3 separate regions of the Sus scrofa genome follow, and all the other regions are linked to region 3. Evidence: chromatin contacts called from public HiChIP or PLAC-seq data. All regions are on one chromosome and are shown on one strand. The core of a region is the stretch at or near the end of the contact, and the rest is flanking DNA. Distances in the headings are between cores, read along the strand shown.

Region 1 (4,028 bases), core at 1,500-3,999, 170 kb before region 3:
ATCACTCCTTGACGAGATAATCACAAAACAAATCTTTGTACCAAGTACTTCATTGTTAGATCAAATCCCATTATCATTAACTAAAAAAAATTCTTTACTTTGGAATTTGGTTGGAATGGAGATGGCAAAAACAAATGGGAGAGGAGACTAGCGATCCTTTTGTTCTTGCAAGAGTCACATTGTAACATTAATTTTTATATTAAAATTAAAGTTGTTTGACTGGAAATTACGGTAATATACAAATTTAAAAACATATTTCAAGGGCAGTCAGTACCCACTTTGAGGAGTGTTTATGAAGAATAACATACTAGAAAAGGTCGATTGGGCTTTTTGGCTAAAAAGTTAATATTCAGTGCCTGTATTCTGCCTGTTACCAAAGTTCCTTTTATCAGCAGAAGGAGGCAAATGATACCCTGAAAATGTTTTAAACGTGCAACTTTGCTTATCTTCCTGTATTAATGATCCTTATGGCAGTTGTTATATTAACCTTATCACGTTGCACAGCAATAGGGGAAACCTATTGTGAGAGGAAGGAAAAGAAAAAGCACTTAGTTTAATCTTGGGACATTTTTTTTCAACCTAGCATTTTTCTGATTGTCAAGGAGAGTGAAAATGAAAGTTAGATTTTTACTGGGTTTTCTTAAAATCTCAAAGAAGAAACTAGACATTTCCAAATGGGTGATTCATTAAACATCATACACTGTGAAAATGGCACAAATTAGATTATCGACGAACTGCTCATTATGTGAACTCTCGTTTCATGGGATCCACGAAGGAGTTCTGACCAGGAGACAGTCAGTGGCTCCTGAGAAAGCCCGTTTCTCCTTCAAGGCTCTGAACTGCTCATCTGCGGATATGACATTCAAGAAATGCCACTTGCCCCTTGTAAGACTTCTATGTCCTTCTTCATACGCCTCTGTGGGGCAATTCAGAGAGGCAATTCAAAGGCTCGGTCTTTTCATCCCTTGTAACTGACAACAATACCACACCTGACCCTGAGATCCTTCTACCTTCTCATTCTCTCAAGGTGCTTGAGAAACCACCTAACTTTATGATTAAAATTAATGTTTTCATTCAACTGCAGATGCTTGAGCTCAATACACATACCAGCAGAATGAGCACCAGCCCCTTCCAGTCCTTCAGCCAGGTAATAGGCTTTTTCCCTTTTTTTTTTTTTTTTTTTTTTTTTTCATTTTCCTTTTAATTCAAAGTAGGGCTACTGATTACAAAGAGGCAGTTTGACTCCAGCAATAGGTCTTCTTCACTAATCCTCACTGTCATGGAAATTCCAGCTGCTACAAGAATAAGAGGCTCAATCCATATTTGCCAGCTCTAATATGAAATCTGTCAGAGCCCAAATTAATGAGTTCCAAATTCCTTACATCACGATAACAGGTTAAGACTGGTCAATTAATTACATAAATCCTCCCCGATTCATTGTGCGTTTGCAGCCCAGATTGTGTCTTACATTACTCCATGACACAAGGCCTTTTGGCTCCTGTTGTTCTGCAGAAAGGCCCCATTTAAGTGGAGGCTGCCTGCCACGGCAAAATGTTAAATGTCACACGTTAAATTTGCACTTTTCTGTAATTGCTTTTGTTAAAAAAAAAATTAAATTACAGCACAGGGCTCCCAGTACACCACTATGCAGAGGGCTGGGATTGTACTGAATGGATCCCAGGGCAAGCAAGCTATCTTTTACAGTTTACCCAGGTCTAATACCCAGTTTGCAGTCTCCTTTGTACCTGGTACCCAGGAGGCAGCAGAGCCCAGAACGTGCATGTTTGTAAAATAAACCAAGTTTCCCTGAGATCTGTGGCAACACAAATATATATTCGGAAGATTCCTTTATGAAAAGATTACATGCAGATTCTTTACATAGCCAGTTTCTCTTTCTACTAGTAAAAAAAATTATTAGATATATAAACCCCACTGTTAACCTAATCACCTTTTCAGGAATATGTATGGCACAAATGTGTGCAGTGTTATACTTGTGCAGGTCTTTGCGGAGGACGTTGCTATTTGTATTTCTAACTGGCACACACCTACAGAGGGAGAATAAATCATGATTAAGATCTCCAAGGACTTCAGAAATTACCTGGGGCTTAATCTTCTTAAGACATCAAAATGCACCTGGAATCACAACCAGTTAGATCTGGATTTAGAACTACAGGAGTCCAGATTCCTATGCAATCTCTCTCCATCCCACTACATTTTCCGGTGGAGTGGACCTTTTATCTACCTAGGTGTTCTGTATCGAATGAAACCCGTTCTGGTTGTGTTGCCTGCATCACCTTAATTGAGGGATGGGTGTTCTTCGAATACACAAACGAGCAGCTATGTTCCCAAGCACCGACTGGCGTGGGTTCTTTCCACTTGGGAGCCCTACCACCTCGCCACCACGCAGACAGCTAGCCAGACCCCAGATGCGGCGCGGTCCCCCGCCGACTGCCGCAGCCACCGTGCTGGCCCGGCAGCGCCCCCCTCTGTCCGCCGGCGGCCTTGCAAGGGGTCTGCCACCGGCTGCGAGCCTGTTTCTAGGGTAAAGAAAGCTCGGCCTAACCGGGTGGGGGACTTGTCTCTTCCCGCACGTACTCCTCCCCACCACCCCCCGCCCCTACGTACACACAAACACACATTAAAACCTGACCCAGGGCCGTTTCTGGACCCAGAGGCACGCGCTTCTTCCCCAGCGACCCAGCCCCGCCACCTGGCGCATCTGTCCTCTCCCTCCCCGGAAGGGGCGGCGTGGAGATTGACACGATGGCGCGCCCACCCGCGGGTTTCAGGGAGACTAGAGGAGCCAGCTAGGGTGTGAGGTGCGTGCCCAGATGAAACTTTCGGAACGCGCTCCCGGGCCCCTCCAGGCCTCGGCCACACCCTGGCCTGCGGCTCCTCGTCGACCCCTCCCGGGCCGGGCGGCGGAGCTGGGGCCGCGGCGCCGCGCGAGCATCTACAGAACAAAGACTCGGGTCCAGCCCTAGACTGGGAACCGGCGCCGCAGCCCCCCGGGTTCCGGACCCGCCTCCCTGACCCAGCCCAAGCCCGAAACCCAACCGAGCGGCGGGGCTGGCTCCGTGAACTCGAAGGCCCTGGGGGTCATCGGTATTCAAAGCTCCCCTCCCCCGCACCAAAATCAACCGCCCCCCCAGGCTCTTCTGCATATTATTTTTTATTTTTTTCTCCAGCCGCCAAGCTGTCATTCTAACGTTGGGAAGGGGGCCTCGCGGTGCCCACGTTGGAGGCAGGTGGGCAGGGGAGGGGGCGCTGCAGGTCGGTGCTGTAAATCGTGCCTCTTTGCGGTTGTTGTTCCCACTCACCACCCGCCGCCCCCCTACCCTTTTTTTCCCCCTCCTTTCTTTCCGCCGCGCAGTTGCTATGGGTTACCAGGGCGGTTGCCATGGGTTACCGAACCGAGGCCGGCTGGCTCTCTACCTGCCACCCAGTCGCCGCCGCCGCCGCCGCCGCCGCGGGCAGAGCGGCCCAGGCGGGAGGCGGCGGGAGCGCGCGTGTGCGGGCCGCGGCGCGGGGAGTGTGCGCGAGCCGGCCGGGCGCCGCAGCCAACAGGCGGCCCGGGTGCCGCCGCGGGAGCGCCGCCGCCGGTGGGGTGGGGGGGCAGAGCTATAAAGAAGGCCCAGAGGTAAGAAAGCAGCAAAAACACAACCACAAGTTATGCCCGTGCTGTGCCTCTTGCAGCAAAGACAAGCGGTGTGGGGTTTTGGATGCATCTACACTTCTCGTCGGGGGAGAAAGGGTATTTTCCTCTTTAGCATAAACCATTTGCATAGTGTCTTTAGACCAGAGTTTAAATGCAGCGGAAAATCGTAGCTTAATTTTTTTTTTTTCTCGTTTCCTCTCTATCTTTTGAAAAGAACTCTTTGGAATTGTGGAGAAAGAGAAAAGGGTCATTAACTACCAGAGTTTGCGCAGCTAAAATAAATTAGTGTCCAATGCACTGTTCATAACAATGATCTAGAAAAGTTTCCAGCAAGAGTGAAGAGCAATTGTGTCTGACTTAAAAGGGACAA
Region 2 (3,881 bases), core at 456-2,955, 150 kb before region 3:
GAAAGACGAGCACCTTTGACACTCTTTTCTAGTTGGAAATATACTTTCCTTTGCAGTAAAGCGTTTCAGCTTCACAGCAACCTCATGATAGAGGTAAAAGAGAAGTTAAGAAAAAATGCACAGGAGGAGTTCCCCTTGTGGCTCAGAGGGTTAAGAACCCAACTGGTATCCAGAAGGATGCAGGTTTGATGCCTGGGCTTGCTCAGTGGTTAAAGGATCTGGCATTGTCGCAAGCTGTGGTGTGGGTCACAGAGACAGCTTGGATCTGGAGTTGCTGTGGCTGTGGTGTAGGCTGGCGGCGAAGGCTCCAATTCGACCCCTAGCCTAGGAACCTCCATATACTGTGGGTATGGCCCTAAAGAGACAAAAAAAAAAAAAAAAAAAAAAAAAAAACCGACCCAGTAGATCATGTTGTTCCTTTTTAGAGATAATAAGAACAGGAAATAGGGGTAAAATTTAAAACACAATACTTTAAAAACATGCTCTTCACTAAGTTAGCTTAGTTTTAACATAGGAAAAGGTACAACAAAAATAGTTCTGTTTGGCACAACAAACTTTAAAAGTATCATTTATTCACTTGGTGATTATAACTCTGTTAACTGAATTTCATTTTAAATATTTTAATTTTTTATTGGGGGGAAGCTTCACGGCTGAAATTTTAGACATTTCTTACTGCTTTGTTTTGACACATCCGAGAAGTAGGCCATCAATGCTCTAGGGCAGAAGGGGAAGAAAGGTTATGGGGTTTTCTGGACAGAACGCCTCCATTCTGTTATGCAGATAATAAAATATTTCAGAACAGAGGACTAAGAGAAAAGGAGAAAAGTCATCCACATTCCTTTAAATAGCTTTTGCCACCTACCAAGTCTCACCTTCTAAGGTGACACTTGGTTCTCGCACTAGAGACTTCTGTTCCACTGCCTGCCTGCCTGCCCTCGGTACATATCCAGGCATTATGACTTAATGTTTCAAAGAGACTTATTTTAAAATCTTTTCATTGTGTATTTTTAAAGTCACAGAGAAGACAGACAATAAAAACAAGACAACAATATAGCAATGCTCTAAATGTTTTGGCCATTATTTCCTAAAAGCACATTCTAAATTATAAGAGGGGAGTTCTCATTGTAGCTCAGTAGGTTAAGAACCTGACTAGTAACCATGAGGATGCGGGTTCCATCCCTGGCCTCACTCAGTGGGTTGAGGATCCGGCACTGCCTCGAGGTGTGGCGTAGGGCGCAGATGTGGCTCAGATCTGGCACTGCTGTGCTGCAGGCAGGCAGCTGCAGCTCTGATTCGACCCCTAGCCTAGGAACTTCCATACGCCACAGGTGTGGCCCTGAAAATAAATAAATAGGTAAATATATAAATAAATAAGGGGGTTATAAAAACAATTGTTAATTAGAACCCTTCATTGCATATAATGTGATTGGGTCAGGATAGAGTAGATCCTGCCTAGAAATGGAATGAAACAGAACCCAGGCCTCCTGCCCTTAGTACACATTTCACCTCGGTCTCTTGCGGGGGGTGGGGGTGGGGGGTACCTCATTTTCTGGGAATGCTTTTCATACACCCATAGAAGGACAAATTAGGGAGAGGAGAGAAGACCAGAGTCCAGGGTAGACCCTATCGAACACCCCTGGTGCCCCTCCACACTCAGGGCCTGGCAGAACGCTGACGAGGGCTGACAAGGTCATGCTGCCCCCGTCGAGCCAGCTGAAGGGAGAGGCTGCTAGTCATCAGGTCACATGTAAGCCACACTCCCTCACAGGGTGTTGGCAGCTCCACTTTTCCACTGGGGAGGCAGACGTTCTTGAAGATCCCACAAGGGAGATTAAATATTTCCACAGCTCCACGTTCCATATCCACAGCAAAAGACATGCACCTGTTACCGAAACAGCAGACCTTCGCCCAGGTTAAACCAAAAGGAAGAGACAAAAAACACACTTGCCAAGGTGCTGCAAAGCTGTCATTAAAAAAAGAGAGAGAGACAGACAGACAGAAAAGACACTCCTGGACATGGAGAACAGACTTGTGGCTGTCAATGGGGAGGGAGTGGGGTAGACTGGGAGTCTGGGGTTACAGATGCAAACTATGCATTTGGAGTGGATAAGCAATGAGATCCTGCTGTGTAGCACAGACAACTGTATCTTGTGATGGAACATGATGGAGGATAATGTGAGAAAAAGAATATGTGTGTATGTGTGTGTGTGTGTGTATATATATATATATAAACTGGGTTAGCAGAAATTGACAGAACAGTGCAAATAAACTATAATAAAAATTTTTAATTAAAATATAACCCCACCTCGAACTTAAAACAGGGTTTCTAAACTAAAATTATAAAGTCCACAGTTACTACAGCATCACAGACCCCTTGACCACTCAACATAGTATTAATCGATGATGGCAGCAATGACAAATGGTTCTCAAAAAAAAAAAAAAATCAGAACTCCCTGCCCCCATCTGTTCGCTATTGCCCAACTACTAACATAGGAACATTGAGTAACACGTCCCTTTTCATAGACAGAGGACTGGATTTATGATCACAAGACCAGGGGTGAATTCTTGCTGACCTACTTCCTAAATTATGAACTTATTCACTGAGCCTGTTTCTATACCAGGAAAATAGAAATGATGCCTGTCCAACCTTGCTCAGCTGTTCACTGGGAGGACTGAATTCTCACCTACCTGTGAAAGCACCGGGAAAATTTTCATTAAGTGCTACATGAATGTCAGGTATCATTACACAGAAAAGAAAACGCTTATAATAAAATGCACAGCACAGAGGGCTTCCCACAGACACTGGCGATAAGCAAGTCAGAAAAACTAAAGCAGCTGCATATCTTTTTTTTTTTTTTCTTGCTTTTTAGGGCTGAACTTGAGGCATATGGAAGTTCCCAGGCTAGGGGTGGAATTGGAGCTACAGCTGCTGGCCTACACCACAGCTTATGGCAATACCGGATCCTTAACCCACTGAGTGAGGCCAGGGATCGAACACGCATCCTCATGGATCCTAGTCAGGTTCTTTTAACTGCTGAGGGACAAAGGGAACTCCCTGCATATCTTTTTTAAGTACAAACATATTGGTTTAAGAACCCAGCAGCAAACACTCTAACACCGAATAGCCTAAGGATTTCACAGAACTTGCTTGGAGGAGGGCCCCTCATGATATTTGTTAAAGGAATGGACAGCATAATGACAAATTACAGTAAAGGATCTATTTTCCTCGTCTCAATGGGTTGGGATTCTCAGATTCTACCGTTATTATTACTCATTTCCTCTCATCTTTACGTGCATATTCTAAAGCCATGCTGGGGAAGAAAAGTCTTCTAAGAACACAGCAATACAGTTCAAATGCTCGCTCAAAATGAACTATGGTGCTAACACTCCAAATAGGTTTTCAATCCTGAAAATCTTTAACTTGGTTAGACTGTTAAATGATGACCTTTCTTCCTTCTCATCCCCTTAAATGTGGCCGTGGCTCTGTGCACCAGCCCAGGCCGAGGTTCTTCACACCCTGATATGATTCCAGGATGACCTCATGCAAACATATGGTTTCAAGCGCTCAGCATGAGCTCATGAGTCTCTCTCCATTCCAGCCCAGGCATCTCCCCGCACAGCCAGCCTCCAGAGACAGCTCACTTGGAAGTCCCACAAGACACAGAGTCCACACTCTCCCCACACCATCCTTCTCCCCATCTCATCCTCCGCAACCCCTGCCAAAAACCCAGAGACCCCAACTTCTCTCTGTGACTCACTGACCACGACCTCCAGAAGCACCGTCCTTCCAACCACCCACAACTCTGTTCCCTCTGCGAGTGCCCTGCCCCCAGGACTAGCCCAACAGGGCTGCTAATTGGCCTCTGGGCCCGCATCCAACT
Region 3 (3,650 bases), core at 340-2,839:
AAATTTGCCCTCCCCTCTGTTAACAGAAAACCCTCTCATTCGTTTCTTTCTCTTCAGAAACTCACGGGCCTGTGCCTTGTGCTTTAACTGTAGACAGCAGCCACCCTCTTTCCTAAATCTTCACATAAAGTACAAAGTTCTATTTTGAGTCAAGAATTCATTGCATTTTGAACACAGATGTCTAGGAGTAGTCAAAGAATATGGTGGACACATTTATTGTTCCTTAAAAAATGAAACAATATATAAGCTGAACTTGTCTGTAGGGGAAGAAAGAATGAGTTAACCTATATGTACTGTGTATTTAATCTTTAACAGCCAGCGGTCTAAGTCCAGGCTGGTGGTGGGGCTAGAAAGAAGCAAATTATGTCAGGTCATCCTAGGTATTCTTCCAGGGTTGTCACCTGAGAGAACGGAAATAAATGCCAGTTGGGAGTTTCCGTCATGGCTCAGCGGTAACAAACCCAACTAGTATCCATGAGGATGTGGGTTCGATCCGTGGCATTGCTCAGTGGGTTCAGGATCCAGTGTTACCATGAGATGTGGCGTAAATCTCAGATGCAGCTTGGATCTGGTGGTGTGGCTGTGGTGTAGGCCCTCAGACCCTCAGCCTGGGAACTTCTATATGCCACGGGCACGGCCCTAAAAAGACAAAGAAAAAAAGCAGTATGATTTGTTTAGGGGATACAGCAGATGAGCATCCAGAGCTTGCCTGAAAAATATAAAGAGCAAAAGACCAAGCAAGGGCTGCACGTAGAGAAGTGACTGAACTGACAGAGGTGAGATGCAGGTTTCCAGGACCAGCACAGGGTTGAGAGGCCACCTGGAGGTGTCTTTGTGAAGACAAGGGCAGGTGAAAGACTCCCAGCTGTGTGGTGGCGGGCTCCAAAGAACACACGAAATGAAAGTGCCTACTCAACAAATAAGCAGTTTTGAAACCAGTTTCAGACTGGCACCAGCCAAGGAACACCTTTCCCGAGCCCTTGCCACCCACCGCACCCTCGGCCCAAAGACAAGCAAGGGAGGAAGAGGTGGGAAAACTGAGAAGCTGGCCTCACACACCCTTTTCCACGCAGCCAGGCCAGGCTTTGAGGCTGCAGCAGGGACAGGAGGTGAGAAGTTGCACTTCAGAGCTTTTGAGAATTAAACTGGCTATGTATCAACTGCTAGATTTTAAGTCATAGGGCCTGTCCCAGATTTCACCCAACATGTAGGGAAGAACGAGTTCCTCAGAACAGGTTAGAACAGGCCGGCTGGGGCGGCGGAGGTGGTTGGGCAAAAGCAGCAGAGACGTTGCACAGTCAAGGCTACAGTGACGATGGCCTGAGAGGGCCAAGGCATGGTACTCTGTCCTTCAAGGGTGTTTAAGACACAGCCCCAAATGCCACTTGGGGCAAGTCAGGGCTGAGGGAACCATCAAGCAAGACCTGCACGGGTGTCACTTTCCAGGCAAAGTGCCAAGCAGTTAAGTCTCGGAACCTCTAGACCCATGTGGAGCACTGTTTGCCAGGCCTGTGGCTTAGGACTCAGCAGGCAGAGCAGAGTGCAGACTACGTCCCCAGTGAAAGAAGGGAGGAAGGCCAGGCTGCAGGAAGAAGCCATCCCTTCGGCCTGGCACCTGGAGTTCCTCTTTCCATACTCTTCGCATTGCAGATGAGTGTGGTTAGACACAGAGGAGCCGATGAGGTCTCCTACTTGGCCTGGCCGGAGTTGGCTCCTGGATGCCCATTCAGCATGGCACACCAGGAGATTTAAGCCCAGGTCCCAGTCGGATTGAGGGGGATTTGCCTATGGGGTCCCCCAGCTTACTTTCCCAGACCTGGCCAACGTGGCTGGTTGAGACTTCTCTCTTTATTCCTTGTAAACACAGCAAAATCTACTAGCAAATTCCTGGGTTAAGTTTTCGAGTTGAACCAGACATACAAAACCTGAGTATAACTAGATATAACATTCTGTGGGCAATTCCTGTGTAAACCAAACAACCACATCCCCAATTTTTTAAAATATATATTTTCATATGTCAGATTTACTTGACAATTTTCTCAATACAAACTACCAAGAGCCGTAACAATCTACCTTAACGTCAAAATGGTATAGCTGGGATAGTCCAACATCCGTACCTCATTTCTAGATTCTGCGGTCTTCTCGGCCTCCCAGGCAGGTCTTTCTGCTGTTTTCTTTTCATCTTCAGTCTTCTGTTGTAGTGATTTCTCCTTCTGGGCTGATGCTCTTCGCTCATTTTCCCCATGCTGGGAACCACGTTCCGCAGTTCTTAGTCCCTCGTTCTCCTAAAAAGCACCCCAAAATGTGCTAAGTAGAAATCCGTATGGCATCAAACAAGTCAAATCTTTAAAACTGCTTTGTACTTACTGCTGCATGAAAACCCACACACGAAAAGCTAAGACTGGCATTTCATTATTTGTGTCAAAGAAACATTTAATTCAGAAACAAAGGTCAGTTTTGTGTCCTGTCCTTTTAAAGAACTCACTGTCAGGCTGTTCTGATCTGGATAATTTAAATCACACGCATTTATAAAGCCCCTGACTTTAAAATACTAGCAAATTTGACTAGATTATGAAATCAATGTTGCAAGCAGGCAGTATTTAGTTAGTTGATCTATTTTCCAGAGAAAGCTAAAAAAGTTAGAAGCAGTGATCAAATATATGTAGAAAAACCTGGAAAGTATTATGACAATATATTAATTACAGTTCTCCCTGAGAGATGGGATGGATTGGGGCAAGATGGTTTTTACAAATATGTACTTGATAGGAAAAAAAGTAAATACACTTAAAGGGGAGTTCCTATCGTGGTGCAGCAGAAACGAATCTGACTAGGAACCATGAGGTTTCGGGTTCAATCCCTGGCCTCGCTCAGTGGGTTAAGGATTCAGCGTTGCCTTGAGCTGTGGTAGTGGCTCTGACGTAGGCCAGCAGCTGCAGCTCCAATTGGACCCCTAGCCTGGGAACCTCCATATGCCGCAGATGCAGCCCTAAAAAGACAGAGAGAGAGACACACACACACACACACACACACATACACACGTTAATAATAAAGCTTAAACTAACTCTATTGATATGCATATATATTCTTTGTCTTTTTACGGCTGCACCTGGAACATATGGAGGTTTCCAGGCTAGGGGTTGAATCGGAGCTGTAGCCACTGGCCTAAACCAGAGGCACAGCAACGCCAGATCCAAGCCACGTCTTTGACCTACACCACAGCTCACGGCAATGCCAGATCCTTAACCCACTGAGCAAGGCCAGGGATGGAACCTGTATCTTCATGGATGCTAGTCAGGTTCGTTTCTGAGCCACGACGGGAGCTCCTCCACTGACATTTTCTGCTGTTTTGAATTTTTCCACCTTTAACTGAGTAGACAATTAAAAAGCTAGAGAATTCTTCTGAACACTCAAAATAGTTACCATTTATTATATACTGTATAGTCTGATCCGCTCTATGTATAATTTTCCTCTTCTAGTACAACATCAAGGCCTCTTAAATTCTTTCAAAGAACCTATTTTAAATTTCTCTCTTCTAGCAACAAAACACACTGGACTAACTCAAGGACAGCACCACTGCCGCGCCCCCCCCCCTCAGAAATGTGGGAGTTCCCGTAGTGGCTCAGCAGTTAACGAACCTGACTAGCATCCAT

What was found. HiChIP or PLAC-seq counts read pairs in DNA pulled down with a chosen protein or histone mark.
Region 1: an H3K27ac HiChIP or PLAC-seq map of alveolar macrophages shows a contact between it and region 3. The contact joins two enhancer-like sites. A contact is called at or near these places in 1 of 47 Hi-C or Micro-C datasets (epiblast stem cells) and 1 of 2 datasets of contacts at active chromatin or transcription factors (alveolar macrophages).
Region 2: a contact with region 3 is called in an H3K27ac HiChIP or PLAC-seq map of alveolar macrophages. The contact joins two enhancer-like sites. A contact is called at or near these places in 1 of 47 Hi-C or Micro-C datasets (epiblast stem cells) and 1 of 2 datasets of contacts at active chromatin or transcription factors (alveolar macrophages).

Annotation. Positions count from the first base shown.
Region 1 is chr18:46,059,107-46,063,134 of Sscrofa11.1, forward strand. No RefSeq gene overlaps it. Among named protein-coding and RNA genes, the nearest start is that of SNX10, 82 kb to the right of the region's middle. Within about 2 kb of position 2,750, at least 40 of the 83 cell types and tissues checked have an H3K27ac peak or open chromatin away from gene starts, as enhancers often do. A contact at or near this core is called in alveolar macrophages, where this site is marked.
Region 2 is chr18:46,079,911-46,083,791 of Sscrofa11.1, forward strand. The region is part of intron 2 of SNX10 (sorting nexin-10); the gene reads right to left. Among named protein-coding and RNA genes, the nearest start is that of SNX10, 61 kb to the right of the region's middle. Within about 2 kb of position 1,706, at least 11 of the 83 cell types and tissues checked have an H3K27ac peak or open chromatin away from gene starts, as enhancers often do. A contact at or near this core is called in alveolar macrophages, where this site is marked.
Region 3 is chr18:46,226,467-46,230,116 of Sscrofa11.1, forward strand. NFE2L3 (nuclear factor erythroid 2-related factor 3) reads right to left here. Exons shown (of 4, transcript XM_003360190.4): 2 at 2,118-2,285. Among named protein-coding and RNA genes, the nearest start is that of NFE2L3, 22 kb to the right of the region's middle. Within about 2 kb of position 1,590, at least 6 of the 83 cell types and tissues checked have an H3K27ac peak or open chromatin away from gene starts, as enhancers often do. A contact at or near this core is called in alveolar macrophages, where this site is marked.